Regions from separate parts of the Mus musculus genome. Here region 1 is linked to region 2. Evidence: chromatin contacts called from public promoter capture Hi-C data. All regions are on one chromosome and are shown on one strand. The core of a region is the stretch at or near the end of the contact, and the rest is flanking DNA. Distances in the headings are between cores, read along the strand shown.

What was found. Promoter capture Hi-C pulls out the DNA fragments that hold promoters and counts their contacts.
Region 1: a promoter capture Hi-C map of the C10 cell line shows a contact between it and region 2. The contact joins the promoter of Arhgef6 here to the promoter of Map7d3 in region 2. A contact is called at or near these places in 4 of 39 promoter capture datasets (the C10 cell line, cranial neural crest, hippocampal neurons and 1 more).

The regions. Positions count from the first base shown.
Region 1 is chrX:57,337,220-57,341,668 of GRCm38.p6, reverse strand. Arhgef6 (Rac/Cdc42 guanine nucleotide exchange factor (GEF) 6) reads left to right here and starts at 2,940. Exons shown (of 22, transcript NM_152801.2): 1 at 2,940-3,331. The coding sequence starts at 3,095.
Region 2 is chrX:56,820,819-56,825,809 of GRCm38.p6, reverse strand. Map7d3 (MAP7 domain containing 3) reads left to right here and starts at 3,485. Exons shown (of 16, transcript NM_177293.3): 1 at 3,485-3,573. The coding sequence starts at 3,507.

The DNA.
Region 1 (4,449 bases), core at 1,691-4,190, 520 kb before region 2:
GTCCAAATGACATAAAATTGTGTTGAAATAGGTCACACTGAGGAAGTAAATGTATCAACAATTGCATTCTGTTTATTTCTATTACATAGATTTGGCCATGGCTCAAATCCAATTAAAATTTTGCTCAACTATATTTATTTTACTTATAAGTACAACAAGCCAAAACCACAGAGGTAAATTCATCATTTTATACAACTATGGATAAACCCAACTACATCACCGAATCTCAAAATGTTGGTGTTAAAACACAGAAAACAAAGTACTGAGACGGGTGAGCGTAGAAATAGCTTAGAAACAGGAGACTCTAATTGGCTTGGGTTGTGTGCAAGTCCCTCCTTTGCTAATAATGCACCTAGCAACATGTTGACAACCTGCGACCCCCACATCCATCTGCCTTAGGCTGCACATAGACCTGCTTTAAACAGTAGAGATATGTTACTCTCTTTAGCACCACTTTGATAATGTTGAGCCCTTGAGTGCCTTCACTCATGTGGCTGCTATCAATCTTGATAGTGTGCTTACTTTGATCCGGACTGTGGCTTCACCTTGATTAAAGTCTCCTTGCTACTTTCAAAATATATGGGAGCCCTTATTTCGGTTCTTTGATTGAGAAACCAAGAATCTGGAAAAACCGGGTCCAGATTGTGACCACCAGTAATAGCACCATGCTGTATATTCCCTTTATGCAAGATCCTTGAAAATACAGGCTAGCATAAATGGGTTGAGAACAGATGAGCAGTTGCCTATGATGTGGAGATAAGGAAAAACAAAAGGAGGTGAAAGGGCGCATTTTTTCTTTCAAAATTTCATTTATTGACAATAGCTTTTTATACAATCTATTCTATTTACAGTATTTCCCTCCCCAACACCCCCATGGACCTCCCTCCCTCCCCTTCCATCCAGATCCACAACATTTCTGTCTGCTTAGAAAACATGCAGACATCTTAGTAATAATAAAATAAGACAAAAACAAACAAGTCAAAATGCATTAAAACAAGCAAACAGAAGAAAAAGAGCCAAAGAAAAAGCACAAACAACACAGATAGATGCAATGACACCTGTACACACACACACACACACACACACACACACACACACACATACACACACACACACACACACACACACACACACACGGGAAAACACAGAGCCAGAAGCCACAATATAAATACAAAGGACCTATGGACCTATGTGATTTAAAAAAGAATAAAGTAAAAACAAAACCATACCTTGACAAAGTATTATGAGACAAAGAACGTCCAAAGTTGCCATTGAGTTCATTTTGAGTTGCCTAGCTACTGCTGGGAACAGGGCCTGCCTGTCCTTATAATAAGAGTGGTTTGTATAGTCCATGATATTCTCTTGGAGAAAATTAAGTTTTCATTTCTGAGTGGTTATTAATTAGGGATAGCTCCTGGATTAGGGAAGTGAACCCCCATCCCACATACACCATAAAATTATTTTGTTACTATTTCATTAGTGTAATTTTGCTACTGTTATGAATCATAATACAAACATATGACTTCTGAAATATATGGTATGTGATCTTTCTAAAAAGGTCCTCTAATATCCAAAGGGGTTGAGACCCACTGATCTAGACTGTGCATGATTGTAATGAAATAGCCTGTAAATATTAAAATTATTCAATTGGCCTGGGGCTATAGCTCAGTTGGTAGAGTGCCTGTCTAGTGTGTACAACATCCTAGGATCAACCCCAAACACCCCGTAAACTGGATTTGATTTTGCATGCCTCTAATCCTCGCATCTGGGAGGAGGAGGCAGAAGAATCAGGAGTTCAAAGTCAGCCTCAGCTACAAGAAACTATCCCTATCACTATCACCATCAAAAAAAGCAGGGAGACAGAGAACAACAAGAACAGGATTGTGAGACTTAGCGGGAAACAGCTATAATTAACTGGATGCCTCACATACATGTGGAGAGGTGCTGACGGCCTGCATTTGCCAACATTGAGCTATACAATTAAACTCTGCCTTATCATAAATTTCTCTATAGTATGACTATTTTACCTGGTACTAAAAGTGTTTGACAATAACAAACCTCTCTGGATTCATGAGCGAGGCTGGTTTGCAGATCACTATTTTAAATGCATCGTGTTTGTTGATGACAAGAAGTGAATCTTTCAGTCTGTAGTGTAGACAGAGAAGACAAGTGCTCTTTTGTTCTCAAGTGCTCTGTCTCCAAACATATTTCCCTCATTTTCTGTGACTGTGTCTAAGCCTTTGCTAAGGGTGCTGCAGCTGGACTGTGGAGTGGAACCAGGTCCAGAAAAAGAATTGCTAAAGAATGCAAGTAAACAGGATGTCAGATGTTATCCTTAGCCTATTTCCCTAAACATAGCTTTTTTGGCTACAACGTAAAATGCCATTCTTCCAGCTTCTGCTTAAATGCAGCGATGGCTGACAGCAGGGACAATCTTCCTTTGCTTGGCAAGTTTGTCACCATGCGGCTCCACATGTTTTGTAAAGAAGGCATGATCGTGACACACACTGTCACTGTGAGATTGTCTGAGGACATCCGGCCATTTCTGGGAGGAATTTTTTCAGTCCACCTAAGTCTTTGTTTGAGCTCTCTTTTACCAGCACAGCTCCCCACGAGGCTCAGATCTGTCTGACCTAAGAGCCAGTTGGCATCCTCCTCCTGACAGAAGCCAGATTTTTCACTGAGACTAGACTGTATTGACAGTGTTTTCCCAGTCTGCCCCATGCGTGTCTCATTTCCAAGGCTCTGTAAAGTGCTGGCTCACTCCGGTTTCCACGAGCACTTGCTGACTTTTCTGCCTCCCCAGCATCCTCCTCACTTCCTTTCCTTACAGCTTCTTGCACTGTTGTACGTGTTCCTCCCCCCACCCCACCCCCCCAAAGAAAAACCTAATGAGTTTGTTTTGCAAGTTTCGAAAAAGAACCAGTGATGTTCTCTCAGGAGTTTGTCCATTCCTTATCATTCCTTTCCATATCTTTAGGTATGATCTCTGTGGTTTAGAAATCCCACGTTCCTCTGTTGTCAGAGAAAAGTTGCCTTAAACCTTTGCCCCGCAAGCACCAGAAGAGCGCTCATAAAAGGAAGACAGCAGCAGATGCAATCACGGATGTGGCTTAGTCTTCACAGCTGCCCCGAGAGCTGTTCAGAGCGTCCGAGAGCCTCAGTCATGAATCCAGAAGAACGCCTTGTGACATGGCTTATATCTTTGGGAGTTCTAGAGTCTCCCAAAAAGACTGTCTGTGATCCAGAGGAGTTCTTGAAGTCCTCGCTGAAAAATGGGGTAGTGTTGTGCAAACTCATAAACAGACTTCTGCCTGGCTCGGTGGAGAAGGTAAGGTCATTTTGCTGTGTCTTTGGGATTACTTTCCACCACAGAGCAGCAATAATATCATTCTTGAGATTTTTCTATTGCGGGGTCATGGGAATCCCCTTCTTCAATATCTTTCTAAAAGTTAGGCGTTTTTATTTACTGTCCTTGTACTTTGAAAAAGTCAGAAAACGAAATATTATCCTTCAGTAATTGACCCCCTGATGTTACCTTACTAAAGCTGGGCTACAGGACTGCCAATCAGGGATAGGAGGACAACCTTATTGTGTACAAGTTTGCTGTGGTTGTGGAAATGCACATTAAACTTCCCCTGTGCACTTTAGACATGTTTTGAGCATGAGTCTGTGGGATAATGGAATAATTTTGTTGTAGATCTTTCTGGTGTTTGAAAGTTTGCCTAAAAAAAATGATGGAGACTTCCTTGTTTGTTTGTTTGTTTTAAGATTCATTGAAGAAAAGTCTATTCACAAGTGTCAATGTTACTTAAAACTCCCCCAAAACCAAAGAGAAACCAACTCTATGCATTGAAGGCAATGGGCATTCAAAGTGAAACTAAACCTTGCTTTAAAAAAACTTCAAGAGTTTTGAGGTTAGAAGCCCATGTTATGACAGTGGACAGTTTCTAAAGTAGGTGCTTTTGTGTCATTAAAGATAGAGTACTTATGATTCTTTTCTTAAGGTCATTGTGCACATAACTTAAATAAGGGTCTTTTGCCTTTTGGAATCAGTTCTATGTTTATGGAACAAGTAGATTTACTTATAATTTTTCAAATGTGAGAAATGGTGATTAAACTGATAAGATACAGAGAGACATAATAAAAAATGTGATGCTTAGACATAGTGAAATATGAACAAATTATCATGAGGAGTAGAGGGAGGTGATCAAAGTAACCTCAGGCAAAAGCAGGACTAAACGATATATATTTATATATACATACGCAGACACACAAACACACACACACACACACACACACACACACCTCAAACTGAGGCCGACTGCATCAATGTGTGTGTGTGTGTCCGTCCGTGTGTCCGTGTCTCTTAGTTTCTCCGATTTGCTAGCACCACAGTCGAGTAGAAGGTATGAGAAAACCTTAAGTAGAAGTGGCTTGGAGACCTCT
Region 2 (4,991 bases), core at 2,236-4,735:
AGGAGAATGGATTCTACAGACTTAGGAAAAGCCCCTGCTCCAGCTTTTAGGAGACCCACATGGAGACTGAGCTGTACATCTCCATAGAACTGAATTCTAATTCCTCTGACCTCTTAGAATACATTTTACTTATCCACCTAGCTCTTCACACATTGTCAGCTTTTGGTTCTTTGCAAATGTCTTAGCTTTCCTTCCTTTCCAATATCCTGGCTGGCTTAAGGCCTTAAGAGGATATAAACAGACAGGTACCTTTAGTCCTAGCACTAGGGAAGCAGAGGGAGGTGGAACTCTGAGTTCGAGGCTAGCTTGGACTACAGAGTGAGTTCTAGGACAGCCAGCTCTACACAGAGAAATCCTATCTCAAAAACAACAAAAGAGGCTATAAACACTGTAAGACTATGTATCTTGTTATTTCACATGTAATTCCCAAATTCTTGTTGGTATGTAAAATTAAGTTGAAGATAGAAGATACAATTTCTAGATTTAAAAAAAAAAGCAAACCTGGCTAGAGAGTTGGAACAGCAGTTAAGAGCACTTGCTGCTCTTGCAGAGGACCTGAGATCAATTCTCAACACCTAGCCATCTGAACAACAGCCATCTGTAACTCCAGTGACCTCTTCTAACTGCTATGGCACCAGACATGCAGGTGTTGTACATAGATATATGCACACAAATGACCTAAACATAAAATAATGAAATAAGCAAATCTTTCTTTAAAGAAAGAAAGAAACTAAGAAAACCTATAGAAGAATTCAAAGAATGGGAAAATTAACTGTGTAGATTTGTATAGAGATTTGGGGAGGAGTTGCTTTTATGTTGTTTTGTTTTACATTTTATAGTCCTTGTCATTGTGGATTTTCTTCCCTAAATACTTGCTAATATGTTTCTGGTATCAAATTGTCACCCCTAAATTCTTTCAACATTTCTTTCTTAAGAAAGGGGGCACTTGCTGGGCGGTGGTGGCGCATGCCTTTAATCCCAGCACTTGGGAGGCAGAGGCAGGCGGATTTCTGAGTTCGAGGCCAGCCTGGTCTACAAAGTGAGTTCCAGGACAGCCAGGGTTACACAGAGAAACCCTGTCTCAAAAAAACAAACGAAAGAAAGAAAGAAAGAAAGAAAGAAAGAAAGGAAGGAAGGAAGGAAGGAAGGAAGGAAGGAAGGAAGGAAGGAAGAAAGAAAGAAAGAAAGAAAGAAAGAAAGAAAGAAAGAAAGAAAGAAAGAAAGAAAGAAAGAAGAAAGAGGGCACTTTTCTATATGGGTACAATATTATTTTCACAACTAAGAAATTTGACCTTGTTACACTGCTATTTACTGTGCAGTTCATAGTTAAATTTTCCCAATTGTTTCCATTCTGAGTGCCCTTTTGTATTCAATGCTGGGAACTGAGCCTTCAGGAACTTTAGGCAAGAACCCTACCACAAAGTTGTATCTCCAGGCTTTGAGCCCTTGAAAGCTTTATTATTAATACCACTACTACTATTACTATTACTACTACTACTACTACTATTTGAGACAGGGTTTCTCTGTGTATACCTGGCTGTCCTGGAACTCACTCTGTAGACCAGGCTGGCCTCAAACTCAAAGAGCTCAGCCTGTATCTGCCTCCTAAGTGCTGGGATTAAAGGCGTGTGCCACCACTGTGCAGCCTGAAAGCTATTCTTAAATCCATGTCTTCAGCAATGTTTATAGCCTGTACTTGCTCTGTTTAGCCTCTTGTGATCTAAAGTAACCCTCTAATTGTTCAGTCCTTCATAATGCTGGCATTTTAAAGCAAGCCTATATTTGTCTAAATGTTCCTTCATTTCTAGATTTGGGCTTGACCTTTAAAAAAAAAAAAGAAACAACAGAGATGTTTATGTGTTTTGCCAGATTGTCTGGCTGTGATGTTTGTGCATGTGTGTGCTGTACTAATGCCCTAAGCATAGGTGTGCTATAGGAATAATCATGGCTACTCTCACAGAGCTAGTGCAAAATGTTGTACTGTACTTGCTGAGAAGCAGGACTTTGAGGCTCTAATTAATTTTGTCCGCCTCAATTACTGTCCTTACATTTGTGCCAGATCTAGAGAGGTAGCTTGTTTTGTGATAACTTTCATTTTGAACAGTTGTTGTAAACATTTAGTGACCATTTGTATTTTCTTTCCTTCGAAGAGGCCTGTTTATGCCTTTTGACCACATTTAAAGGTCATTTGATGTACTTTCACATGTTTGTGCACTGTAAGTTATAACATTTATTTTCTATTCTCAAAAGATTCATCTTTATTTTTAAGATTTATTTATTTATTTATTATATGTAAGTACACTGTAGCTGTCTTCAGACACCCCAGAAGAAAACATCAGATTTCGTTACAGATGATTATGAGCCACCACATGGTTGCTGGGATTTGAACTCAGGACCTTCGGAAGAGCAGTCAGTGCTCTTAACCACTGAGCTATCTCTCCAGCACCTCATCTTTATTTTTAAATTGTATGTATGGGGGCGGTGCGATTGAGTGCAAGTGGGCACTGGGTTACCCTGGAGTGCAGTTGTAAGCCATCTGACTTGGGTGCTGGGGATCAAACTCAGGTCCTCTTGGAGGGCTTGATTTACTCTTATCCAATGAGCCATCACTCCAGGTCCCGTTTCTCTTTCTTCACCTAATGAAATTTCCTCATCTAAGATGAAGTACATGCGTACCCTAATGAGAAGCTTGGGGACTATATTTCAATACTGTCACTTACTGTGGTGACTCTAGACAAAGGGTTTTAATTTTTACTTTCCTTGCCTGTAAGTTGGGACAGTAGTGGTACATACTTCCTAGGGTAGTAGGGGACTAATAAGTTTGTGTATTACTGTAAGTGGTAAGTGTCATGGTACAGGGAAAAGATGGGTAACCACTATCAGCTTCTTCGGTTTACAGTTCCAATATCACTTGAAGACTCAGAGAATTCATTCAAGTGCTTATCCTATAAAGAGGCTCCTGGGCCTTCCTCAACCATAACTGCCTGCCCATAACCATGTGTTAACATATACACGAAAAAAAGAGGTGACACATCATCTATTCACCCCTCACATCCTTTACCCCCAAACTGGGCTTTTCATGTAATACTTCAAAGGTAATAAACGCTCATAGTACAGGAAGATGCTTGGCAAATGGGTGTTAACTTATGGATGGGGAACTATGGAATGTTGCAGCATTCATCAAGTAGAGGCGATAAAAGGAAAAGAACGGTCAATGGCCAAGTGGGCAGCTGATTGGCTGGAGCCCAGAACGCATCACAATAGAACCGCCAATATAAGAAAGGCTTTCCTCAGACAAAGTTAATAGCTTTCCAGCCAGCTTAGCCACAAGCATGTGAGAGCTAATGCTACCTATATTGAAGGTTCATGGGAAGTGCGGGGACTACCCGAGCCCCGCCCTGCCCCGCCCCCCGGGGTCCCAGCCCCGGCAGAGGCCAAAGAAGAGGCGGCGCCTGCGCCTTGCCGCCCAAGAACCACCTCCAGTGGTTCTCAACTACTCTCTGAAGATGGCGGACCCCACTTTTGCTGCTACCAGTAGCAGCACATCTTTCCGGGGGCTACACGAACGCTTGGGTGAGTGAGATGGATCATAGTCCCAGGGGGACAGGGACACTCATAGGCAGTGGGGTTGATGTAGCCCCAGGATCCAGAGAAGTAGCGTGGCTCAGTAACTTTTCCGTGGAGAGTCCCCTCGGTCCCTCATGGTCTATGATCCCCCTCATCTCTCTCAACACCTTAGGGCTGGGGCAAGAGAGATCAGAGAACCAGGACATGAAGGGGAAACCATCGGGCAGTGCTGTCAACATTCCAAAGACCATTGCTGGGCGGGCGGGAGCTACCAAACCCTAACTCTAGCCCTGTCTGCGTCGGGGACCAGTGACACCGCAGCAACTGCGGGAAAGCTCAGGGATGGGTGGGCGCTGGCCCGTGCTGGGCACATCCACACTTCAGGGTGGCCCTGCCAGGATCGGAAAGTTTGGGTTTTCCCTGAATCCCAAGGTGTTGGCGTTTTCCAGGTTCAGATCCAGGCGCGCGGGGGGCGGGGGGAGAACTGACGCTTAGGGCTTAGAATGTTGGGAAAAGATTTCACTTTGCTACGGCACGTGACTTTATCCCTAGGCTGAGCTGAATGAGAATCCTCACCTAGCAATACTTTCTCAACAGGTCCTATAATCAAAACTTTTTCTGTCTGGGGAGACGAAAAGGTTGGTGGGGTGTATTAATCTTAACAATTTTGGCAGCACCTATTTAATTCAGGAAATTGTGCGAGAAGGACAAGACTACTTTCCCCAGATATGCCTGTGAATAAGATGATTTTGATTGCTATAAAAATCTTTAAGGAGTTTTACATTGTAATTAGATGTACATATATTCATTTAGTGGGTTTTCTATGCATTTTAATATGCTAATACTAAAGAACTATTCTTATCTTAACAAATCACATTTTATATTTTCTACACAACTGTTTTAAATTAAAACCATTCAGCCAGATGAGCTTTAAAAACTGTGTGACTTAACTTGTTGCTTTTCCCTCGTTTGTTTAAATTCACAAATGGTTTCTCAGTTTAGAGCACGTTACTCAAAGATTGGGACCTATAAATGCAAGGAAAGCTACTAAGACTGAGAGCCAGATTAACAGCGTTTTAGAGCAGGAGAAACTTTAAAGTTAGTCTAGCAGCCAGAATCCCAGACTCAGAAGTCTTGAGCCACTTCCACAGCTTGGAGGTGTGCGGTATTAGGCAGCCTGATATTTTGTTACTATTTCGAATGGTGCAGTCGGGCTGGGAAGGGTGCTCTCCCCTAACAATGGCTGCTGGACACAAAGATTTCAGCAGTTTCCCACCAGCCTTTCAGTAGCTATTTGTTCTCCTGGTATCAACTGTTTATCTAGTAGGGAAACATTTAAAAACTATGTATTCTTTGAGAACCGATTCAAAAGAATGCATGCTATTATACCATTCGGAAGTAATGTGTGCCACAAAAATACCAGT